Linked DNA regions of Sus scrofa: region 1 is linked to region 2. A link is a contact called in public Hi-C data. All regions are on one chromosome and are shown on one strand. The core of a region is the stretch at or near the end of the contact, and the rest is flanking DNA. Distances in the headings are between cores, read along the strand shown. Region 1 has its middle 49 kb from the start of NAMPT. Region 2 overlaps LOC110255500 (a long non-coding RNA gene).

Evidence for each region. Hi-C and Micro-C count contacts between places; a contact is called where the count stands out from the background.
Region 1: a contact with region 2 is called in a Hi-C map of liver, with 1.8 times the contacts expected there. The contact joins two enhancer-like sites. A contact is called at or near these places in 6 of 47 Hi-C or Micro-C datasets (embryonic fibroblasts, fetal liver, heart right ventricle and 3 more).

The regions. Positions count from the first base shown.
Region 1 is chr9:106,207,612-106,213,251 of Sscrofa11.1, forward strand. No RefSeq gene overlaps it. Among named protein-coding and RNA genes, the nearest start is that of NAMPT, 49 kb to the left of the region's middle. Within about 2 kb of position 2,955, at least 6 of the 83 cell types and tissues checked have an H3K27ac peak or open chromatin away from gene starts, as enhancers often do. A contact at or near this core is called in liver, where this site is marked.
Region 2 is chr9:106,034,494-106,040,169 of Sscrofa11.1, forward strand. All of the region lies in intron 1 of LOC110255500 (a long non-coding RNA gene), which reads left to right. Among named protein-coding and RNA genes, the nearest start is that of SYPL1, 52 kb to the left of the region's middle. Within about 2 kb of position 2,713, at least 4 of the 83 cell types and tissues checked have an H3K27ac peak or open chromatin away from gene starts, as enhancers often do. A contact at or near this core is called in liver, where this site is marked.

The sequences.
Region 1 (5,640 bases), core at 1,705-4,204, 170 kb after region 2:
TAGGATCAGGTGTCCAAGGTGTGCCTGTCCAGATACTCAAAACCTGGAAAGGTGTCACACGAACTCTTATCACCTGTCAGGAGCTGAGAAGAGAGGTCCAGCAAAGAGACTGGGTTCATTTCTTCCATCAGTGGAAAGAAAGAGAAGATTTGCCTTTTAATTTACCTTCCTTCTGTTGCTTTGCCCATCTGGATCCTGGAGGACAAACATTCTATAAAGGGTTCACGACTAGACCACCGCTCTGTCTGGGGATTACTAAGCCATCCTCTGTGTGTAGCCACAGGAAGACCTCAACATCTTTTAGACTTTTCTTATTTTTTTGAGGGAAACCTGTACTGCCGTGAACTTCCCTCTAAGAACTGCTTTGGCTGCATCCCGTAAATTTGGTATGGTTGTGTTTTTGTTGTCATTTGTCTCAAGGTATTTTTTAAAATTTCCTCTTTGATTTCATCATTGACCCATTGTTTTTTAAAGAGCATATTGTTTGGTTTCTATGTAATAATTTTTTTCCCTCATTTTTTTTTCTGTGGCTGATTTCTAGTTTCATGTCATTGTGGTATCACTGACTTTGGAAATGGTGCAGTTCTCACTGTTCATTTCTTAAAAGTCATGGCTATGCCAAATCATTCAGACATAGTTTACAATTACAAAAACACTAACAATTCCTAAAGAGGAGACAACTGCAGCAAGATGGAGCTCTGTGTTTGGGCTACAATAAAAGGCACATCCTATTTTTTTTTTTTTTTTCTGTCTTGGAGATAACTGTGATGGGATTGGAAGTCACTAATTTTGAATGTCACTGAAGGCAAAATATATGGTATGTGATCATGACGGCCATTGCATCATTACTGCTTTGCTAATTTAAAAGCAAGAAGAATGTTAACATGAGTTCTTTAAGTTTTAATTTGATAATCTATGAATTCATTTCATAAGGACTTATTAGCTGAGAGCCAGGCTCTTTGCTAAGTGTTGCAGATACAGAAATGATATTCAGTGCCCTAAATTTCACATAAAAGATTTGGCAAGGCCATGAATTCAACTGATAAGGTAACTTGGCAATCCAGAGGATCAAGTCAGCTCCCTCTGCTCTAGAGTCACAAGGGATAAGAATTTCTTTTTGCACAGTCGTAGAAAGTCCCTAGATTTAGTCCAAATCATGAAAACAGATGTTAGTCATTTCTCCTTCCCTTTCTTCAAGCTGCTCAGTCCTTACAGAAAGAACACCATCATCCTCAAATTTCTCGTGTCCTTCAAACCATTTTATGGTAGCAGCAATTCAAATTCCCCAAAGCCATGGCTTCAATGGATACTTGACTCCTGTGGCCACAGATATTACTTCAGTTAGCAGCTTCTCTCCCACATGATCTAGGCTGCCAGTTAACCCATCTCTGACCAGTGATGGGAAATGAAGTTGTCTTCAACAGCTAAGACAGATAACTTGTCTCACATTCCATATGTTTGTTGGTAGCTCCTAGTATTTGCAAGAAGAACAGAGAAGTGGGTTTAGAAAATGGATAGGAATAGAGGCTGGGCAGCTTAGATAAGTGAAATTGTTTATAATGTTCACACAAGGACAACCACCTCCTTTTCTGTATCCTAGCTATCTTTCTACAACAGCTACAAACCCTAAACATGCCCTGCTGATTTTTAAACTCAGTTTCAGGGAGGAGCTGCTGATGGGCCAAATTCAGGTCTAGCACTGAAGCCCTTTGGTCCAAAAGGCCATGAGAACAGATAAATGACCCTCACTAAGACTTGCACAATGGTGTTTCTTCAACACAGAAGGAGGTTCAGACAAAAAATGATAAATTTCTTCTGTACTTACTAAGACAGGAAGTAGTGTGACCCTTATGAATATTAGAAAGCAGCTTGGACAATGGACTGTAATGAAGTGAGACTAGATGGGGGCTGATAGGAAGTGCCTTTTGAACCCAGAATAATGGGTGTGAAACGTGAGAAGAGGAGAGACTGGACTCTGGCTCTACTCTCAGGTTTAAGGCAAGGATGACAATGTGATTGGCTGTGCGGCTGATCATAAACATATCAAGCAGTAGGTCTGGAAGTAGTCCCTAACTCTAGGACAGGTGGGGTGGTATAGCATTTAAGAGACTGAGTATAGCCTTCTTGGGTTCAACTCCAGCTGAACACTTTCCAGCTCTGTAATTTGGGACATGGTATTCAACCACTCCATGCTTCAGTGTCCTCATCTTAAAATGGGACAGTAATAATATCTGTCCAAAGAGTGGTTCCCAGGAGTTCCCTTGTGGCACAGAGAGGTAAGGATCTGGCATTGTCACTCCAGTGGCTCCAGTCGCTGCTGTGGTTCGGGTTTGATCCCTGGCTTGGGAATTTTAGTGCTGTGGGCGTGGCCAAAAATAAAATAAAATGAGTTTTTTTTTTTTTTAAAAGAGTGGCTGCCAGACTGAATGAGCATATGTATACAAAGCACTTAGAACAGTGCCTGACACTATTCAGTGCTCAATAAATGCTAGTTACTATTGTTACCTATTATCCATCCAGTGCTCTCTGCAATTAACTTAATGAGTTTGGGGGGTTTCTTTATATCCCTATGAAAAGACTGATTTGAAAAAAAAGAGTTGTCTTTAGTAGTTAGAGTCTGCTGGCCCCACTGTCCACCAGAGAGAAATGTAAACCAGCCTGAGGACAGCCAGTTACAGCTGCTCATACAGGTGAGACCAAGTAGCCGCTTAGTTGAAGATGGTTCCAGAGCATGTTGATGAAAAACCAAGAAAATGACCTCTGCAGACCTGACTGCAGACCTGACTGAGACCATGTCTTCTGCACATAGCTGATGTCACTTTCAGAAACCACTAAATTACAAGTCACTTATAGCAGGGGAATGACACAGCATTTTGGAACCTCTACTCTAGCATGAGTGAGTTAAACAGGTTTCTTACATAACAAGAGCTCTGGCATCTCACCCAGGGCTTGACTCTTTGCCAGCGTCTCCTTTCCCTTGACACAGGTACCGAGATATTTGAAGAGCACGGGGCCGTGTGTAGGCCAAACCAGTGGGAAGCCAGTTCTCCTCTGGCTTTGAGAGACTCTGGAATAGGCGAGGTCGGATGCAAGTGGAAGGCAAATGCTCAGAGGTTCTTGGTGTTTTCCATCTCCATCAGGGCATGCCTGGGGGACTTCCACATCTAGACCTTTCTGGAACCTTTCTGGAACCTTTCAGAACTCGCAAATATCCAGGAGTTTCCTGAAGGGTCCCTACACAGTTCTCTGTCAGCTCATAAAAATTAGAATCACCACCCAAGAGCCTTTCCTGATGCCCAGAACCAAGAGAAGCTATGTGTTGCACTTTTACCCACATACCCATAATGCACAGCAGGTCTAAATTTCCTAAAGGAAGGAAACCCAATGCCAAGATAAAGATCAGCTTTCAAGCTGGAAAACACATATCCTTCTCTGCAAACTAACACAAAAACAAACTAAAAGTTTACCAACACTTTCAGCATAAACATTCCACTTAGTTTTCATTCTAAACTGCTAGGTGAATCACAGCACTCACACTGCTCATGAGCTCCGGCTGGAAAGAGCCAGTCAGTTCTATAAAATATATCATCTCTCTACTTCTCTCAGTTCTCTGGCTCAGACAAAATCAGCTTTGAGACTGGATAGATCCCACTTCTGGGGTATAATTTAACATTGGGGGTATTTTTATGTTAGGGAAATTACTTTGTCAGCCTAATGCTATTTTTGATATGGCTTTGAAAAAGGGGAGACAAAATTGAAGCCTCCTATCAAGAGGACGAATTCTCCATTTAATGAGGGTTTTTTTTTCCCTTGCAGTTTTCGTGGAAGAAGTCTTATTGAATAGGTAGGATATTTCTACTTTCATAATGAGGATTGCTCCTACTTATCAGGTCCTGTCGTTGGCACTTTGCATAATTATCTCTAATTCTCATAACAAACCTTATTTATTTATTTAGTAATTTAAGGGAGAGATTATTTCTCCATTAAAGAGATGAGGAAACTTGGGTTCTGAGAGGTTACTTGGCTAGTAAGGGGCAGGCTTGCTACCTACCGCAAGGCACCCAATTTTTTTCACTGTACCATGGTATTTCTCCTAAAGAAAGGATGTGGTCCTAGAGTGAAGGTGTTTTCTGGTCTAGGTAATTCAGAACAGACCCAAACCTTCACTAGACTCTTGATTCAACCTTTTTGCCAAATGGTAGGGTATTTTAGGTATTTTTGAGATGGAATCACATTTCCTTTAAGGGTCAAGTTTTCGTGTTTTTCTTTATTTTTTGTTTTCGTTTCACTTCAGTGTAATCAAGCAGAGCAGATAATCATGGAAATACCTGTAATTTTTGAGTAGCTCTTGAGGTGGTAACCAGTCCACACAGATCTCATCCTGGAGGAGAAAAGCTTCGGTTCGAGAAAAGCTCCAGGAGAACCAGCTCTCCTTCAGGGGACTTCCTGCAACTACACAGTCTTTCTCATTTACTTTGTGCAAAAAGACCAACTCTTCTACCAACCAGACTTCATGTGAAGGCTCTCTTTCTACAGAGCTCTCACATATGTCAATTACCTTTCTATCCCCCAAGCAGCTCTTCCCAAAGGCTCGCTGGCAGCTGAGGCTCTATAGATGTCTACTGAGCCAGCATGTGGATGTGAAACAAGATGCCACATGCCACAAGGAGGTGAGGGCACCAAATAATTCACACTTTTCTGTTCTCAAGAAACTGATAGGCTCATGCAGTGATATGAAACTATGGGAAAGCAAATCCAACTAGTATTTGAACTGAGAACCCAAGTTATTTATATGCTAAAGAAAGCAGGGAGCCCTGGGGGCTAGAGTCCTCAGGGATGCTTCACACAAGAGGAGAAAGCTGGAGGATGGAGGGGGTTCTGGACGGTGGAGAGGCACCAGGGATGAGGGGAGCCAGCAGGAGGGTTAGAGGGCAGGAGAGAAAGTAATCACGGTAGGTGGGGGAAACAGCATCTCTGTCAATATTACTGCTGCTTTCTTCCTCCTGGCACCTCTCATGGCCTCCAATCAAGTGGGACCTCTCCACAAGTTTCCACTTCTATTCCCTTGTCACTGCACAGGAGCCCCAGGTGCCGGGGGAGGGAAGCTATACTCCTGAGATGAGAGCCCTGTTTTGGCCTGAGCCTGTGCCTCTAGGCTGAGACCTTCATGAGTGCTTCTCAGTCTTTTTCTGCCTTGAGGCAGATGAGGTGGCCGGAGTGGGCCGAGTTGGGTGCTTCGCTTCCTCTCTGTTGCCTAGGCTCTAATAAAACCCCAGTCGATTGGATTCGAGAACACAGTTTCCCTTGAGGGCAAGTCCTATGAAGAACAGAGTGCTTTGGTAAAAGGCTACTTTCTATCTCCCCCTACTGGAAACTGGAAGTCACTAGTGGGGGTGGGGGAGGAGAGGGGTGGGTCGATCTTTCTCCAGTCTTCACAGTGAGAATCTGGTAGTGCTTCTGGAGGTAAAACTTATAGCAGTGTGGGGTCTCCCTCCCCCCCAGGCGGCATGTGGAGTCCCTGGGCCAGGCTCCAGGCCAGGATTCAGATCTGAGCAGCAACTACACATTCCTCGCAGCTTTGCGGTAATGCTGGATCCTTAACCCACTGTGCTGGGCCAGGGATCAAACTTATGTCCCGGT
Region 2 (5,676 bases), core at 1,463-3,962:
TTCCAAAATCATGAGCTACTCTGAAGGCATAGTGGCTCTTAGTATAAATATTGGGTATTTGATCTTTGGCTAATTGACAAGCTCTAATCAGTGCATCAGTTCAGCTTGTTGGCTTAATTTGGTGTCTGGTAAATAATAACTTTCGGTTATTTCTGCCACTGAAGTTGGTGCATACCCAGATCGATTTTTCATCCTTTAAATAGGATCCAGTGTTATCAATGAGAGCTTCTTGTAAATCAGTACCAGGAGTGAGAAGATAGCATGATGCAGTCAAGGTTTCTGTCATTTGAGGTGCTGGAAGCAAAGTTGTTGGGTTAAGCTGTTATGCTGAGACAAAGTAGTATTGGGGGAAGAGATAAAAGTACTTTGTAAGGGGCCAGGCAACTCACTGAATAGTGTTGAGGATGTTGAGAATTTTGAGAGAAATTCAACTAAATGAGGACCATAGTCAGAGGAGACCTCATTATAGGTTCTTCAGTAGCTTTGCATAAGAGAGCTGTCACTGAAATAGCCCTTATGCAAGGTGGGAACCCTTTTGCCACTGAATCTAAGTGTTGACTATAATATTCTCTGGGTTGGTGTGGTCACCATGCCTCTTAGTTGATACACTCAGGGCGTTTCCTCTTTCTTCATACACAAAGAGGAAAAATGGTAATTTATAGTTAAGATCACCTAATGCTGAAGCCTTTGCTGATGCACATTTTAAAGCATTTATATCCTTTTTCTCTTTCTGTTGTCCATTGAATTGAGTATGGCTGGTCAGACTTCAGTAACGCATAGAGAGGTTGGGCAATGAGGGAAAATCTAGGTACCCAACATCCTGCAATATCTGGTTAGATCTTGAAATTCTCTGTTGTTGCTGTGTTTTGGGGAGTGAGAAAGCTAGAATTCCCTTAATTCTTTCAAGATCTATCAGTAATTCTTCCTGAGCTATAAAGTGACCTACATGTTTTAAGCTTAATTGTATTTTGTCTTTGACACCTTACGCCTCTTAGAAGCTAATTGTTGCGATAGATGAGTCGTGTCTCTTTGGCAATCTCTTCACTTCTAGAACACAAGTCAGCTGCATATTGAATTAAAGCAAAGCTCCTGGAAAGTGTACATCAGCCAAATCAGTTTCAAGTATTTGAGAAAAACAAGGCTTTTATATAGGCTTGTGGCCTAACTGCCCAGGTACATGGATGATCTTCTCATGTGAAGGTAAAGAGGCTTTCTTTTTCTCCTGGAATGCCAAGGAATGGAATGCACTACACACATCAGTTACTAAGAAATAATGGTGGCTGCTGGGAAGACTGAGAGCAGAGTGTGAGAATTCCTAAGAACCACAGGGTGGCAGGGAATCACAGTATTATCTATAGCTCTCAGGTTCAGCCTTTTCTGTTTGGCTTCTTACCAATAAACTGAAAGTATTGCAAGGATTGGTGTAAGGAATTATAAGTCTTTTCTGAAGGAAATCCTGGGTAATAGGTCTTATTCCATTTATTGCTTCTGGTCTGAGTGGATATTATCAGATATTAGATGGAGGCTTGGGATTATCGATAGTTACTTTATTAGAAGTATAGCCATTTTAATTTTCCCAATATCTGAGGAAGAAAATGGCCACAATTCCTCAGGCACTTGTAATAGTAAATCATTGATTTCCTTTTGATTTGTCTGAATTTTTGTCTTTATATCCATTATTTTTTCAGTAATTATGTTCTGGTCTTCATTTATATCTTCTAAATCTAAAGTCATCTAACCTTTAGATGAAAAGTTAATATGGGCATTATATGCCTCTAAAAGGTCCTGTCAGGTGAATTGTCACCAAAAGGAATACATGCTTTCTGTGATAGTTCCTAGCTGAAAAGTTACTGGCTTTGATTTAAAAACCTGCATAGCATATTTGTCTTTCTCAGACTTACTTCACTTAGTATGATAATCTCTAGATTGATCCATGTTGCTGCAAATGACAATATTTCATTCTTTTTATGGCTGAGTAATACTCCATTGTGTATGTGCATGTGTGTGTGTGTGTGTATAAAACGTCTTATTTATCCATTCATTTGTTGATGGACATTTAGGAGATGTAGAGAGAGAGAGAAATACCATATGATATCATTTATATGTGGAATCTTAAAAAAATGATACAAATGATCTTATTTGCAAAACAGGAATAGACTCGCAGATATAGAAGACAAATTTATGGTTCCCAAAGAGGAAAGGAGGTGGGAGGGATAAATTAGGAATTTGGGATTAACAGTTACACACTATTATATGTAAGATAGATAAACAACAAGGGCCTACTTTACAGCACAGGGAACTATACTCAATATTTTGTAATAGCTTATAATGGAAAAGAATCTGAAAAAATATATAAAACTGAATTGCTTTGCTGTACACCTGAAACATTATAAATCAACTATACTTCAATTTAAAAATTCTTAAATCATTTGCATTAAAAAAACCTGCCTAAGAAAATTTGAAACCCCTACCATTTGATTATTTATTCTGAGGGAGAGGGTAATGAATAAGGGTCAGGGTAAGAATAGATAATGTTGGGAGTTCCCGTTGTGGTGCAGAGGAAATGAATCTGACTAGTATCCATGAGGATGTGGGTTTGATCCCTGGCCTTACTCAGTAGGTTGGGGATCTGGCATTGCCGTGAGCTGTGGTGTAGTTTGCAGACGTGGCTCAGATCCTGAGTGGCTTGTGACTGAGGCGTAGGCCAACAGCTACAGCTCCAGTTTGACCCTTTGCCTGGGAACTTCCATATGCCTCGGGTGCGGCCCTAAAAAAAAAAAAAAAAAAAAAGAAAAAAAGGAAAACAAACAAAAAAGAACAGATAGTGCCGTGCCAGTGTCTATAGGACCTTAGACATTTCCCCTCTGATCATTATTTCAATTTCTCCTAAGGTATTTTTGATGAGGAGGGGAAATACCCTTTCATAATCCTCAGAGCACCCCTATTGCTTTTGAATTTTACCTTGCTCTGACTCTTGCTTAAAACGGTGGCAGTCTCTTTTAAAATGTCTAGGGTTTTTTTTTTTTTTTTTTTTTCAGTAAAAGCAGGTGAGGTCATTGCAAGCCTGGCTGGCATTTGGGCAGGTTAATTTTGGAGGGCTGCCAAACTGCTGTAGCTGCCCATTTATAATTTTGGCAGCTTTTTCTTTTGCCTCTTTCTGTAAGGTTTTAGAAAGCTTATCAGCACTAGTGACAAGCACATTAGGATGTGAAGTAGTCCAGTCAGTGTAGTGCAGTCATGTCTTCTAGTTAGCCATGCCAATTCTTTTTTTTTTTTTTTTTTTTTTTTTTTTTTGTCTTTTTGCTATTTTTTTGGGCCACTCCCGAGGCATATGGAGGTTCCCAGGCTAGGGGTCCAATCGGAGCCGTAGCCACCAGCCTACGCCAGAGCTACAGCAACGTGGGATCCGAGCCGCGTCTGCAACCTACACCACAGCTCACGGCAACGCCGGATTGTTAACCCACTGAGCAAGGGCAGGGACCGAACCCGCAACCTCATGGTTCCCAGTCGGACTCGTTAACCACTGCACCACGACGGGAACTCCAGCCATGCCAATTCTTTATCCAGTCCTTCTAGAAAAATGGAATTTAATACTGGATCATTCTTATAGTTCAGGAAACTGGATCCATGCCAGAATGTTGTTTGAATGTCTTTTCAAGTCTTTCTAAATAATACAAAATAGCTTCTCCTGGCCTCTGTTTGCCCTGATGGATCTTTGACAATCTATAGTCTGTGGGAAGATTTTCAGGATAGCCTGATAAAAGTTGTGGGCAATTCCTCTACATTTCTGTAGCCTCAGGCTTGTGAAAACCCTCCATAGGTGCCTTCCAACTTATCTCTTCGAGCCATTCTTTTGCTTTTTTTTCAGAGACTGGTAAATGTACAAACTGGTATAAGTCTGAATATCCAGGCTTGTAAGTTCTTCCTATAAGATCAAATTCTTTAGAAAACACTAAAGGGTCTTATAAGGCATTTGGAAAACCCTTAGTTAAATTCCTAAGTTCTGTCCTAGTTCAAGTGGTATAGGTAAGGGTAGGTTCCCCTTGGCTTGTGGGCTTCTCCTTTAAGGGAGCACCTATCACCTTGGGGTTGCTTTCGTTTTCCACCTCGGATACAGTACATTTTTCTTTTGGTGTTGAGGGAGAGAGAGTGAGAAGGTCAGGGCAGGGGAGCTCAGAAGAGGATAGAAAGAGGCTAGTGGAGGAGGGGCATGAGGAGAAACAGTGGCTTCTGGGGCTTTTTCTTATTTAGCCACTCTTTCTAGCAATGCTTGGCTTGCTTCTTACAGTGAGGCCATTTTATTATTTCCTCATTTTGAGGCTTCCAGGCACCAAGTAAATACCTCCCATTCTGGTTGTTTGACGTAAAAATCAAACAAGCTGGTTTTTTCTAATTGAGCATGCAAATAAATCAATTTGAATAAATCAAAAGTGCCCCATTTGGCCATATCTGGAACGGGTTACCTTTGGTTGGATTTTCCCATTTGGTTAAATACTTACAAGTGTCAGTCCCATAGGTATTATACATAAACCCGGCCAGTGTTCCCAGAGGTGGATGTCTGTATGGGAGCTATGTGGTCTTTGAGGCAAGGTTTCCAATCATTACCTTGGTGGCCTAATGCAGATATGAGGTCTGATCTGAACAATTTTCTAAAGGCAATGTGATGGATGGCATGTATGCTGCTTCTGACTCTGGCTCCCCAAGGAGTTACCCTTGGGTCTGTCTGATTCTCTTACATGTCTCAGTGTCGCCCTCCCACAATTTAAAACTGCTCTGGGTGCTTAGGGCACAGGTGATCAGCCTTTATTATGCTCCCTGGTGAGCAGAACTGACTTAGTGGTTATAGTGGGACCACTACACCTCAGGAGGATTGATCCTCAGACCCTTTTTTTGGCTACCCCATGGCATATGGAGTTCTCAGGCCAGGGATAAGATCCAAGCCGCAGTTGCAACCTAAAGTGCAGCTGCCATAACACCGGATCCTTAACCCTTTACCTACTGGGCTGGGGATCAAATGTGCATCCCAGGATGCCACCAGTCTCGTTGTGCCACAGTGGGAACTCTGCTCCTTGGATATTTTTTTTTTTAATTTTTTTTTCTTTTGTTGTTGTTGTTGCTATTTCTTGGGCCGTTCCCGCGGCATATGGAGGTTCCCAGGCTAGGGGTTGAATCGGAGCTGTAGCCACCAGCCTACGCCAGAGCCACAGCAACGCGGGATCCGAGCCGTGTCTGCAACCTACACCACAGCTCACGGCAACGCCGGATCGTTAACCCACTGAGCAAGGGCAGGGACTGAACCCGCAACCTCATGGTTCCTAGTCGGATTCGTTAACCACTGCGCCACGACGGGAACTCCGTCCTTGGATATTTTTGATGGGTTCTCAGTCACCTGAGAACTCCTAGTGGCCAGAAGGAGCAGATGACCCTTTTTTTTGGAGCTGAGCAGGTTCAGTCTCTCATTTTATTAGCAAATAGTTTGTTCAGACCATATGTCAATTGAACCAAAATTAACATAGATTAGCCACCTATGCTTTTCCCTAGGCTTCTTCCCTGGGTCCCTCCAGTCCATGCCCGGGAAAAAGCATTGGTGCCCTTTAAGATTCTAAGTCTTAAGCAAATCAATAAACCAAAACCGAACCAGAACAATCCACAACAAACCCAAAGCAGCTAGAGTAA